Linked DNA regions of Pan troglodytes: region 1 is linked to region 2. Evidence: chromatin contacts called from public capture Hi-C data. All regions are on one chromosome and are shown on one strand. The core of a region is the stretch at or near the end of the contact, and the rest is flanking DNA. Distances in the headings are between cores, read along the strand shown.

Region 1 (5,354 bases), core at 690-3,189, 48 kb before region 2:
GGGGGCAGGCCTGCTCCGAGTCTCCGTCCTGCCCCGACCATCCCAGCCCCCCAGCCCAGTCACAACTCCTTAGAGATGCAAATTGAGAGGCAGCCTTCCTAACCCGAGAGGGCTGCTAATTCTCTGACAGTATGCAGATTTCCATCTTGCCTTTGCCTGGGTTTATTTGTTTTACTTTGCAATAAATTTAATACAGACTCCCTGAAGCAGAGAGGCAGATGGACTATAAAGTGCATTTTGAGCAGCCTTAGTTACTAGGTTAGTGTGGGTTTTGATCCCTGCTTAAATTATATCTATGAAATTTGACATGGATTTGGGTCTGGGGTTTGCTGGCTCCTTGGTGCTCTGGAGCGGCTTTTAGAGCATTTACAAGGGTTGATTTGATTATTGGGGCTTTAATTTTTCAGAGGCTAACGAGGAGGCTGGGAAGCCCGGCCGGGGCCTGGCAGGAAGATGGAAAAGCTGGGATAAGTTGGGTTTCTACCTGCCCCAGTGTTCACGGTATCGAAATCGTTTTCTCATGTCCCTCGAGGGGCCCTAAGTCACTCTCACCAAAGAGCTGCATGCGGAAACCTGTTCTGATTCCCGGGGTAGTAGTGCAGCAAGGAGCTAGCTCAGATTCTATGAAAAAAGTCAGACGCACATATGGGACAGACATAACTAAAACATCTATAAAGAAACATTAACAAGAATGGTACAGATCAGCATTGTATAACAATGTAAATTGGATGTGAGGGGACTTGGCAGAAGGACTAAAGTCAACGCACTCCTGTTAACCCCTTTGCCTTGTGCCAGAGTGTGCGGCCTCCCGCTTCCATACTTCCTTCCAGCAGACCCCTGAAGAAAGGAGGCGGAAGGAACTAGGAATGGGATGAGTTGGGTTCTTGCCCTGGCTCCACCGATGACTTCTTTGTTCAGATATTTGGTGAATATATTTAATTTCTGCAAGCTTCAGTTTCCCTCTGCACAGTTGGAATTTCATTATCATGAGGACCAAGTAAGAGATCTTTGGGAAGAATGTGTGTAGGCTGTAAAGGACCGGACCATAAAAAGTGAGTACATGGACAGATGTCATTCCCCGGTTGTGAAATGGTCATTGATGGATTAGGGTAGCAAGGCTTCAAGGCCAGAGAGGAGCTATTAATGGAATTTCCAAAGCCAGTCCATGAGGCAACATTGGTGGAATGAGTTGGGTTTCACAAACTAGCCAAGGTGTGAGACGGCCAGCTTTCTCACTGGTGGTGAGTTCTGCTCACCTGTGTGCGAAGCCTGCCTGCCAGCAGAGGACACCCTGAGAAGGTTCCAGCAGCAGCAGCAGCAGCAGCAGCAGCAGACGCCGAGGATTGTCCTGCAGAGCCCTGAGGGCTTGGCCACCCTGGCTGTGGGAGACTGGCAGGGGCTGCTGCTGCAGATTCATCTTCTCCCGCGTGAATCCGAGTGCAGGCAGAGCCCAGAGACAGAGGAGGGAGGGGAGGGAGGGCCCCTTGGCAAGAACCCAATTCATCCCATTCCTAGTTCCTTCCGCCTCTTTTCTTCAGGGATCTGCTGAAAGGAAGTAGGGAAGTGGGAGGCCCGTCCCTCCTGCCTCCCTCCTCTGCATCTTCACATCTCTTAGGCCAGAGACTGGAGCAAGAAAGGGAGTTTGAGGGGGAACTAAGAGGAATGTGTTTGAAGAGCCAAGAAGAGCAAAGATTTGGGAGCCACCAGAGAAAAGGGGTAGAGAGTAGAAAGAGGCAGGTCGGGGAGAAAGGAAGGAACCATGACACATTGATATTTACTCCTGAAACTTTGAAGAGGATTGTGAACTGCTGGGGGAAGGGGAGAGAAATGAGAGAAGAGAAAGGAAATAACCAGCTCCACATGAAGGAGGGGGTGCGGTACAGGGGAGGTGGAGGCTGAGATTAAATGGAAATGAGGGGCTTGGTCACCATGGAGAAAGAAGCTGGAAGCTTTGGCAGCAGTTTGTCTATTAGGAGGAAAGGCAGGGATCAAAGAAGCTGTGGTGTGTCTATACACACAACCGGATTGGAAAATAACTAGCTGAATTCTGCCCAAAGCAGGGGGGAGGGGGAAGGGAGTGAAAACTGGTTGAATTCTTTCCCAAATAACAATGGTTCTCCCCACGCTCGTTTCTTCCTTCTATCTGTTCCTCTGTCGCCTTAGGAACACACTACACTGAAGCTGTTGGGTTGTGAAGATTTTGTTAAATTAAATTTGGTGACTTCCCCTCCGCCCCAGTGACCTGTGTGTTCAAGGGAATGGAAACCCTACATCCTGTCCCGGATAGAGGAAGGGAGATGGTAGCTGAGGTGGGGAAGGAGGGCGAAAGGAGGGACGCAGCAGTGAGGGTAAACCAGCCGATGCCTTGGTCTTCACGGGACCCTCTGAAGGAGAATGAAGAAATCCAGAAGCAGTGGCCACACAGCCTCTCCAGAACCACAGCGGGGCTGCACTGGGACCCATGCTGGGTCTCTGCCTGACCCTGGGCTTTTCAGAGAGCCCACAAAGGCTTTTCTCCAGGAACACCCTCCCTGTTCCAGACCACACGGCAGGTGCGCAGGCGGGCCAAGGGACAGCTGTCTGGGTGAAGGTGGGGTGGAGTGTGGAAAGATCTGAGACCAAGGCCCACAGGCTCCTCAAACACAGAACAGCGCTGGGGCCAAGAACTGGAGTGGGGCGGGGGGCCTGAGGCCAGGGCCTCCACGTGGACCCTTCCCCTAGCCTGTAAGCATCAGCAGCAGTGCTGAGCAGGGGGGAGGCTGGCTTCCCGGCTGGAGGCAAGGAGACTGAAGGAAGAAGGAATCAAGGTTGCTGAAGGTTAGAGGCTTCAAGGGAAAATGGAGCAGGGGGCAAGCCTCTGACTCTGAGTGTGTGTGAAGAGCAGGGTGGAGAGGAACAGAGCCATACATCTGTCTCTTGCGATCTTCGGGATACACTACACTAACATTTTGAAAATCATTCATCATTTATCTGAAATTCAAGTTTGACTGGCTAGCATGTATTTTGTCTGGCATCCCTATCCCTGGGTCCAAGGGATTGGGGTGATAACCACAAGGCTTATGTCACAAATTGGGTGAGGCCAGGGAACCCTTATAGACCTCAGAGGTCGGTGACTTACAACATACCATGGAGCTTTACCCATGCCCAGGTCCGATCAGTGTGTCCCAACTGTAGCTGGGGTTAGGAGAGCAGCATCGTTTGCAGGCACACTGGGCCATGGGGGAGCTTGGCCAAAACTTCATCTCTGCCAGTGCCTTTAGGAGTGAACCAGAATCCGGCAAGATCAGAGCGACTCCCCCAGAGGAAAAACTGCCTTTTTTCTACATCCACGCGAGTCTTGGAGGCTAGCGAGGCCTAAACTAAACCAATAAGAATGTTCTCCCCGGGGAGAGCAGCTTGCCTCAGTCCTTCTGAGGAGTGTAACTAACACTCTTCTCCAGTCTTTCCCCGTTCATACAACTCTGAACAATACTTCCCTAACCTAAAACTCTCCTCCTGCAGCGGATGCTCTTTCAAATTCTATTCAGAATCCAGCCTCTAAGATGCTACATTCCAAGAGGAAAGAAAATAAATAAATACATAAATCAATAATAATCCTACATTAATTTCAAACTCAGTTACGAACACAGAAGCAAAAAAAATCAATGGTGGCCGAATGAAAAAGGGCAGACTGAAAGGGTTTCTTAATCCAGAAAACTTTTATGATGATATGACACATAATAGAGAACAAAATAAAATTAAAACAATAAAAAAAAGGTACACCCAGCAAGCAGTGTCCTGTTAAATAATTGGATGAGATTCATCAGAGTAGCAACTGGCGCTGAGCGTTTTTTAATTTTCTCCCTGCTGGAGCCTCTCCTCTCACAGTATCAACAAATAGATTAACTACTTGTCAGAGACGAGGCCTTCACACAGCAAAATTGAATTCTTCAGTATTTATCTTCCCCCTTTACACCCCCTGCCCAAAGAGGAATATCTGATCACTTTTTAAAAAAAGATCCCAAATCTAGAAATGATTAATTATGTCCCATGATGCAAAGGGTTAATTCCACCATGGTTCATGAAGGAAAGCCAGGTTTAATAAGAATTGCTAATTGCCTTTTCCTTAGGAAGGAATGAACTTTGAAAGGGCAAAAGACAGAGGCAGCTTCACCCCTTCAATGATGTATCTGTGGCAAGGGCAGGCCCACCGGTGTCACGGTGTTTTAGAGAAACGAAGGTTCTGCAGGAGTTGGACTAGGGAGGAATGGCGAGCCCACGGAGGCACAGCCTGCCACAGAGCAGCCATGGCCACAGGCCCATCCACAGCAATGCTTTCGTTTCAGGAAAACAACGTAATGGTTCAAATTGGACTAATATGGTTAACTTAAAAATTTTTTGCTTTAGAATTTTGTTAGTATTCAATTAATTCTTAGTTATAATGGAGCTACAAACATTGGGAAGTTATACCTATTTTTGGTTTGTACTTTTTGGGTTACACTATGATATAAATAATGTAGGTCAATATTAGATGTCTGGGGAAATATTCTTCCTTTTTTAAAAACGATGTGAACGTTAATCAAATATGAGAAACAATCGGAGGCTGGAAGAACTCAGCCAGAAGGTCCGAATGCCCAGGGGACTAATCCTCACATAATTCACTAGGTAGCATGGGCAAGGCTGTGACTTACTCAGTGTCAACTTGAAAACAGGGATTATAGCCCTGTCATGGTGGCTCACATCTGTCATCCCAGCACTTTGGGAGGCTGAGGCAGGTGGATCATTTGAGGCCAGGTGTTTGGGACTAGCTTGGCCAACACGACAAAACCCCATCTCTACTAAAAATACAAAAATTAGCGAAGCGTGGTGGCCAGTGCCTATAGTCCCAGCTATTCAAGAGGCTGAGGCAGGAGAATCACTTGAACCCCGAAGGTGGAGGTTACAGTGAGCTGAGGTCACGCCATTGCACTCCAGCCTGGGCGACAGAGCAAGACCCTGTCTTAAAAAAAAAATTTTAGTTTTGAACTAGTTATTCCACACCCATTATCTCCAGATCAAACAAGAGAATGGTGTGGAATAACTATTTCAAAAAGTTTAACCATTTAGAAACCATTAAGAAAAGTGTTTTTCCATCACATCATAATAAAGGGTAAGCAGTCTACTTTGAGGCAGATTGTTCTTGGATTTGCATGCTTGAACTCACTGAGATGAAAGAGCTGTCAGCTCCATCATGGTTAACCTAAGAAGACGTCAGGGAGGAGAAGGAGGAAGAGGATAGAGGAAGGAAACTGTATTTAGCCCATTGGTACCTGGCTTAGCTCAGAGACCCTGCTGGGCAGTCTGTCCATCCGTGCTCCATGAAGGTGTTAGTCATA
Region 2 (5,011 bases), core at 1,834-4,333:
TTTCAAGTAACTCCTTATTTTTACATTGGTTAATACTGTTTCTTAGCTATTTGTACCTGACATTTTCCTAACACATATCCAAAAAGGTAAAAGTTTCATTAAAGGATTCTAATGATCATTTTAGTACGAATAACAAACATTCAATCATAATCCCTTTGCTTAAACCTTTAAGTATCTGGCTGTTACATAGAAATGAATTTCCAGATGTGAGAATCAGAACCGTATGGAAACGAATCTAGAAAAGTGTTGATTATCCTCATAGGAGCATAAGAACTCAGGATTGGAAGAGATTTTATAGTTCATAAAGTTCAACCTTTAATCTCTAGTTCCATCCCAATACTTGGAAATAAGTCTAGGGTTCCACATGTCAAAATAACAATTTTTGTTACATTTAGCAAACACGTGCTAGGCATTTTTCTAAGTGTGTTGTAAGTATTATGTCTCCCTCATATCGGCCCTATGAAGTAGGTACTCTTAATATCCCCATTTCACAGATGGGGAACAGGCACGGGCTGGTAGGCGTAAACAGGAGTCAGGATCCAAAGTCAGGCAGTTTGGCTGTAGAGTCTAAGAGCCTGACTACTGTCTGTTATAGAGCGTTGCTCCATAGGATAAACTCGAAGGAAAAGGAGGGACAAGGGCAGGCAGTGCAAATCCACTTGACAGAAATACCAAGGAAAAGTAGCTGAGTCTGGTGGAAAAACCAGAATCTTAGGAATTGAGCAGGAGTCTGGGGAAAAGCGTGAACAGACACGCAGGCCTCAGAGATAGCTTCACCCGTTAGCCCAGTGTTTCTGGCAGGTCTCTGCTGTTAGACTTTGGTTGTCCCCTTGCTCAGAGATACTAAACAGCTGAGCTGCTAGTAGACTATGTTTTCAAGTTTCGAGAACACTGCCACCTCTCTTGTAAGCACCATCCAGCTGGAATGTTGAGACTTGGGCCAGTTTTCAGAGGTGCCAATGGCAGAATCAAAGCCACACACCAGGAATTTTTGTTTTGTTTTCTACTTGATCTCTGTCCCTAGCAGATTATTGGTGGTGACTGTTTATGCAAAAAAAAAAAAAAAAAATTTCTGAGTCCCTACCCCCCCTACCCTCTTTTCTCAGTTTCCTGCCACCAAAGAAATGAGAGCTGGGATCGAAATCAGGCTCAGTGCCACAGACAGAATGAGAAAGTGTGTTTTTAATGGTTTACATCACATCATGCCAGAGATGATATAGTCTGTGCATTTGGTCCAAGTCCTGCCCTCGGAGAACTCTTGGGTGAGGTGGTCACACAGTAGCCCTTATGCTGTGCCTAAATGCTATGAGGCCAGCCCCTTCACTTGTTTTAAGCTCTGGAGATTTCTTTTGTTTGCCTGTGGTTATTTTCCTGCCGTTAAATTGGTCATACCCCAGTTTTACACTGGGAATATTATCAATTTCCTATTACTGTTGTAACAGATTGCCATAGACTTACTGGTTTTGAACAATTCACATTTATCGCTCCGGAGGTCAGAAACCAGAAATGGGTTTCAGGGGGTAAAGGAAAGGCTTTGGAGCCTCGAGAGAACCCATTTCCTTGCCTTTTCTACCTTCTAGAGGCCGCCCCCGTCCCCCTGGCTGGTGGACCCTTCCTCAGTCTTCAAGGTCAGCAGAGCAGCATCTGCCAATCCCCAACACTCCTGCCTCCCTCTGTGATTCATCCGGAGCCCTGTGATTCCACTGGGTCTACCCCATCAGTCTTTCCATCTCAAGATCCTTAATCACATATACAAAATCTCATTTGCCATGTAAGGTAACACTCACTGGTTCTGAAAATTAGGATGTGGACATCTTATGGGGGCACATTGTACCTATCACAGAATATAGGGCCCCTTCTCCCCTAAGCATTGCCTCCTTCCACCCCCATCTGCCATCCTCCCTACCCCCACACCTTTCAGTAGGAGGTCTGCTCCTTTGTCACTTCTCAGGATTCCCAACAGCAACTCTCCCACCCCCACTCAGACACCCAGGATGTGTTGAGTTCCTCCTGCCAGCCTCAGTCTTAGTGGTGGCCTCATGGTGCTAGGACCGACCAAGAGCTTCTTTCCCTTTCTTTTCTTTGCCTCTTGCCTCCTCCTCCTCCTCCCCCAGCCACCCCACACACACTCGCCCAGCCTCCCAGTGGATCTCTAAGGGAGAAACACAAAGAGTTACTGCTTTTTAATTACAAGTGCTATTGTAGCATCTATAAGGAAGAACATTTTAAGCTTAATTGAGACCAAATGTGAAGTTAAATTAAATGAATAACTAATTAACATAATGCTCCTACATTAGCCGCGTGTGAGTGAGTGCTGAGGCCCAGGGAGAAGGCAGGTACCAGGCCTGTGGTGAACAGGCTGCGCCCAGAGCTGCCCAAACAGGGCCAGTAACCTGGGACCTGGGAGATGGGTGCAGACAGGCCGATCTCAGTGCTGGGGTTCCCCCAACCTTCAGTAATTTTTCCAACTCCCTACCCACAGCCTAAGTCCTCATTTCTGAGGCCAGACCCTGAGCTCGCACAATGCCTTTTGCATGTGTCTAGTGCCACACTTACCTGCTGGTAGGAGCCAATGCCATTTGTTCAGTTTCAGTCTCTAAGGCCTAACATCCTAGGAGTTGGATAAGTATTCATGTTAACTTCCTCCCTTTACCATTACCCCTCACTACCTTATCAAATGAGTCATCCAAGTCCTCAGAATTCTGCCTTCATAAGGAAGAAGGACTCTTCCCGTTGCCCCTGGAATCGCCCTTCTGCCAGCCGTGTTCCTGCATGGCTGGACTAATGAACAGCATAGCTCTCACCTGGAGTCACTGTCTCCGTGTGTTTTCCTATTTATCCCCTAACTAGACAAGTTCTTCAAGGGCAGGAGTGTGTTGAGTATGTGTCTCCCTTCATACCAATCCTATGAGGTAGATAATGTCACCATTTTCCTGATGATGAAACAGGCTTAAAGTTAGTAAGCAGTGCAGCTGGGGAAGAGAAGACCTTGAGAGAACCATTCCTCTTCCCCTGCCCTCTGAAGCACAAAGCAAGCTGAAAGTCTGAAAAGTCAAGAGGCCTCGGCTCCTGTCTCTCTTCCGGGAAGCAGGATGGAACCACAGCCCACCCTGGGCTGTATGATGGGATTGGGTCACCATCTAGTGGCTCATAGAAGCAACACAGCTTCTCCTTAAACTCCTTAATTACAAGTGCTATTGGAGCATCTCTAAGGAAGAACATTTTGAGCTTAATTGAGACCAAATGTGAAGTTAAATGAATAACTAATTTCATTTCATTTCATTCTCAATGTCAAAGAGCAGCAGAGAGCAGCTTTCCTGAATGCTGAACATAAGGCCAGAGTATAGCTCTTGCCCCTGTGGGCTGAGGAGTTGGAGGCCCCTGGCTGACTCCTGCGCTCAGAGCTGAAGTGACTGCAGGCAGGAGGAGCCTTCCTTGTTTGTTGCCATTGGCGCTGTGCAGCCTGCTTCAGTGTGGAAGGGTGTGTATCTGGCTAATGCACCAGCCCACAACGTCCCAGGAAATGCAAGGCTTTTATCTTGCGTGGCGCTCTAAGCTCCCCGTTTGCCCACACATCATCAATATCATGAGCATCCCCTTCAGGAGTGCCCACTGTCATGAGCTTTAACCTACCCACTTGGTGGTCCTGGTGTGTCCGGAATTGGTGGGTTCTTGGTCTCACTGACTTCAAGAATGAGGCCGCGGACCCTCGCGGTGAGTGTTACAGCTCTTAAGGTGGCACGTCTGGAGTTTGTTCCTTCTGATGTTCAGATGTGTTTGGAGTTTCTTCCTTCTGGTGGGTTCGTGGTCTCGCTGGCTCAAGAGTGAAGCTGCAGACCTTCACAGTGAGTGTTACGGCTCTTAAGGCAGCACGTCTGGAGTTGTTCGTTCTTCCCGGTGGGCTCGTGGTCTCGCTGGGCTCAGGAGTGAAGCTGCAGATCTTCGCGGTGAGTGTTACAGCTCATAAAAGCAGCGTGGACCCAAAGAGTGAGCAGTAGCAAGATTTATTGCAAAGAGCAAAAGAACAAAGCTTCCACAGTGTGGAAGGGAACCCGAGCGAGTTGCCAATGCTGGCTCGGGCAGCCTGCTTTTATTCTCTTATCTGGCCCCATCCACATCCTGCTGATTGGTAGAGCCAAGTGGCCTGTTTTGACAGGTCGTTGATTGGTGCGTTTACAATCCCTGAGCTAGATACAAAGGTTCTCCACGTCCCCATCAGATTAGTTAGATACAGAGCTTCGACACACAGGTTCTCCAAGGCCCCACCAGAGCAGCTAGATACAGAGTGTTGATTGGTGCACTCACAAACCTTGAGCTAAACACAGGGTGCTGATTGGTGTGTTTATAAACCTTGAGCTAGATACACAGTGCCGATGGGTGTATTTACAATCCCTGAGCTAGATATAAAGGTTCTCCGAGGCCTCACCAGAGCAGCTAGATACAGAGTGTCGACTGGTGCACTCACAAACCTTGAGCTAAACACAGGGTGCTGATTGGTGTGTTTACAATCCCTGAGCGGGACATAAGGACTCTCCACGTCCCCACCAGACTCAGGAGCCCAGCTGGCTTCACCTAGTGGATCCCGCACCGGGGCTGCAGGTGGAGCTGCCTGCCAGTCCCGCGCCGTGCGCTCGCACTCCTCAGCCCTTGGGTGGTCGATGGGACTGGGTGCCGTGGAGCAGGGGGTGGTACTCGTCGGGGAGGCTCGGGCCCCACAGGAGCCCATGGAGCGGGTGGGAGGCTCAGGCCTGGCGGGCTGCAGGTCCCGAGCCCTGCCCCGCGGGAAGGCAGCTAAGGCCCAGTGAGAAATTGAGCACAGCGCAGGTGGGCCGGCACTGCTGGGGGACCCAGTACACCCTCTGCAGCCACTGGCCTGGGTGCCAAGTCCCTCACTGCCCGGGGCCGGCAGGGCCGGCCGGCTGCTCCGAGTGCAGGCCCGCCAAGCCCATGCCCACCCGGAACTCCAGCTGGCCCGCAAGCGCTGCACGCAGCCCCGGTTCCCGCTCACGCC

Evidence for each region. Capture Hi-C pulls out chosen DNA fragments and counts their contacts.
Region 1: a capture Hi-C map of stem cell-derived neural stem cells shows a contact between it and region 2, with 2.9 times the contacts expected there. The contact joins two enhancer-like sites. A contact is called at or near these places in 3 of 7 Hi-C or Micro-C datasets (induced pluripotent stem cells and stem cell-derived neural progenitor cells) and 1 of 1 other capture datasets (stem cell-derived neural stem cells).

Annotation. Positions count from the first base shown.
Region 1 is chr9:127,081,351-127,086,704 of NHGRI_mPanTro3-v2.0_pri, reverse strand. The region is part of intron 2 of PKNOX2 (PBX/knotted 1 homeobox 2); the gene reads right to left. Among named protein-coding and RNA genes, the nearest start is that of PKNOX2, 27 kb to the right of the region's middle. Within about 2 kb of position 1,939, at least 4 of the 24 cell types and tissues checked have an H3K27ac peak or open chromatin away from gene starts, as enhancers often do. A contact at or near this core is called in stem cell-derived neural stem cells, where this site is marked.
Region 2 is chr9:127,034,358-127,039,368 of NHGRI_mPanTro3-v2.0_pri, reverse strand. SLC37A2 (solute carrier family 37 member 2) reads right to left here. Exons shown (of 18, transcript XM_508843.8): 18 at 3,989-5,011. Among named protein-coding and RNA genes, the nearest start is that of TMEM218, 10 kb to the left of the region's middle. Within about 2 kb of position 3,083, at least 9 of the 24 cell types and tissues checked have an H3K27ac peak or open chromatin away from gene starts, as enhancers often do. A contact at or near this core is called in stem cell-derived neural stem cells, where this site is marked.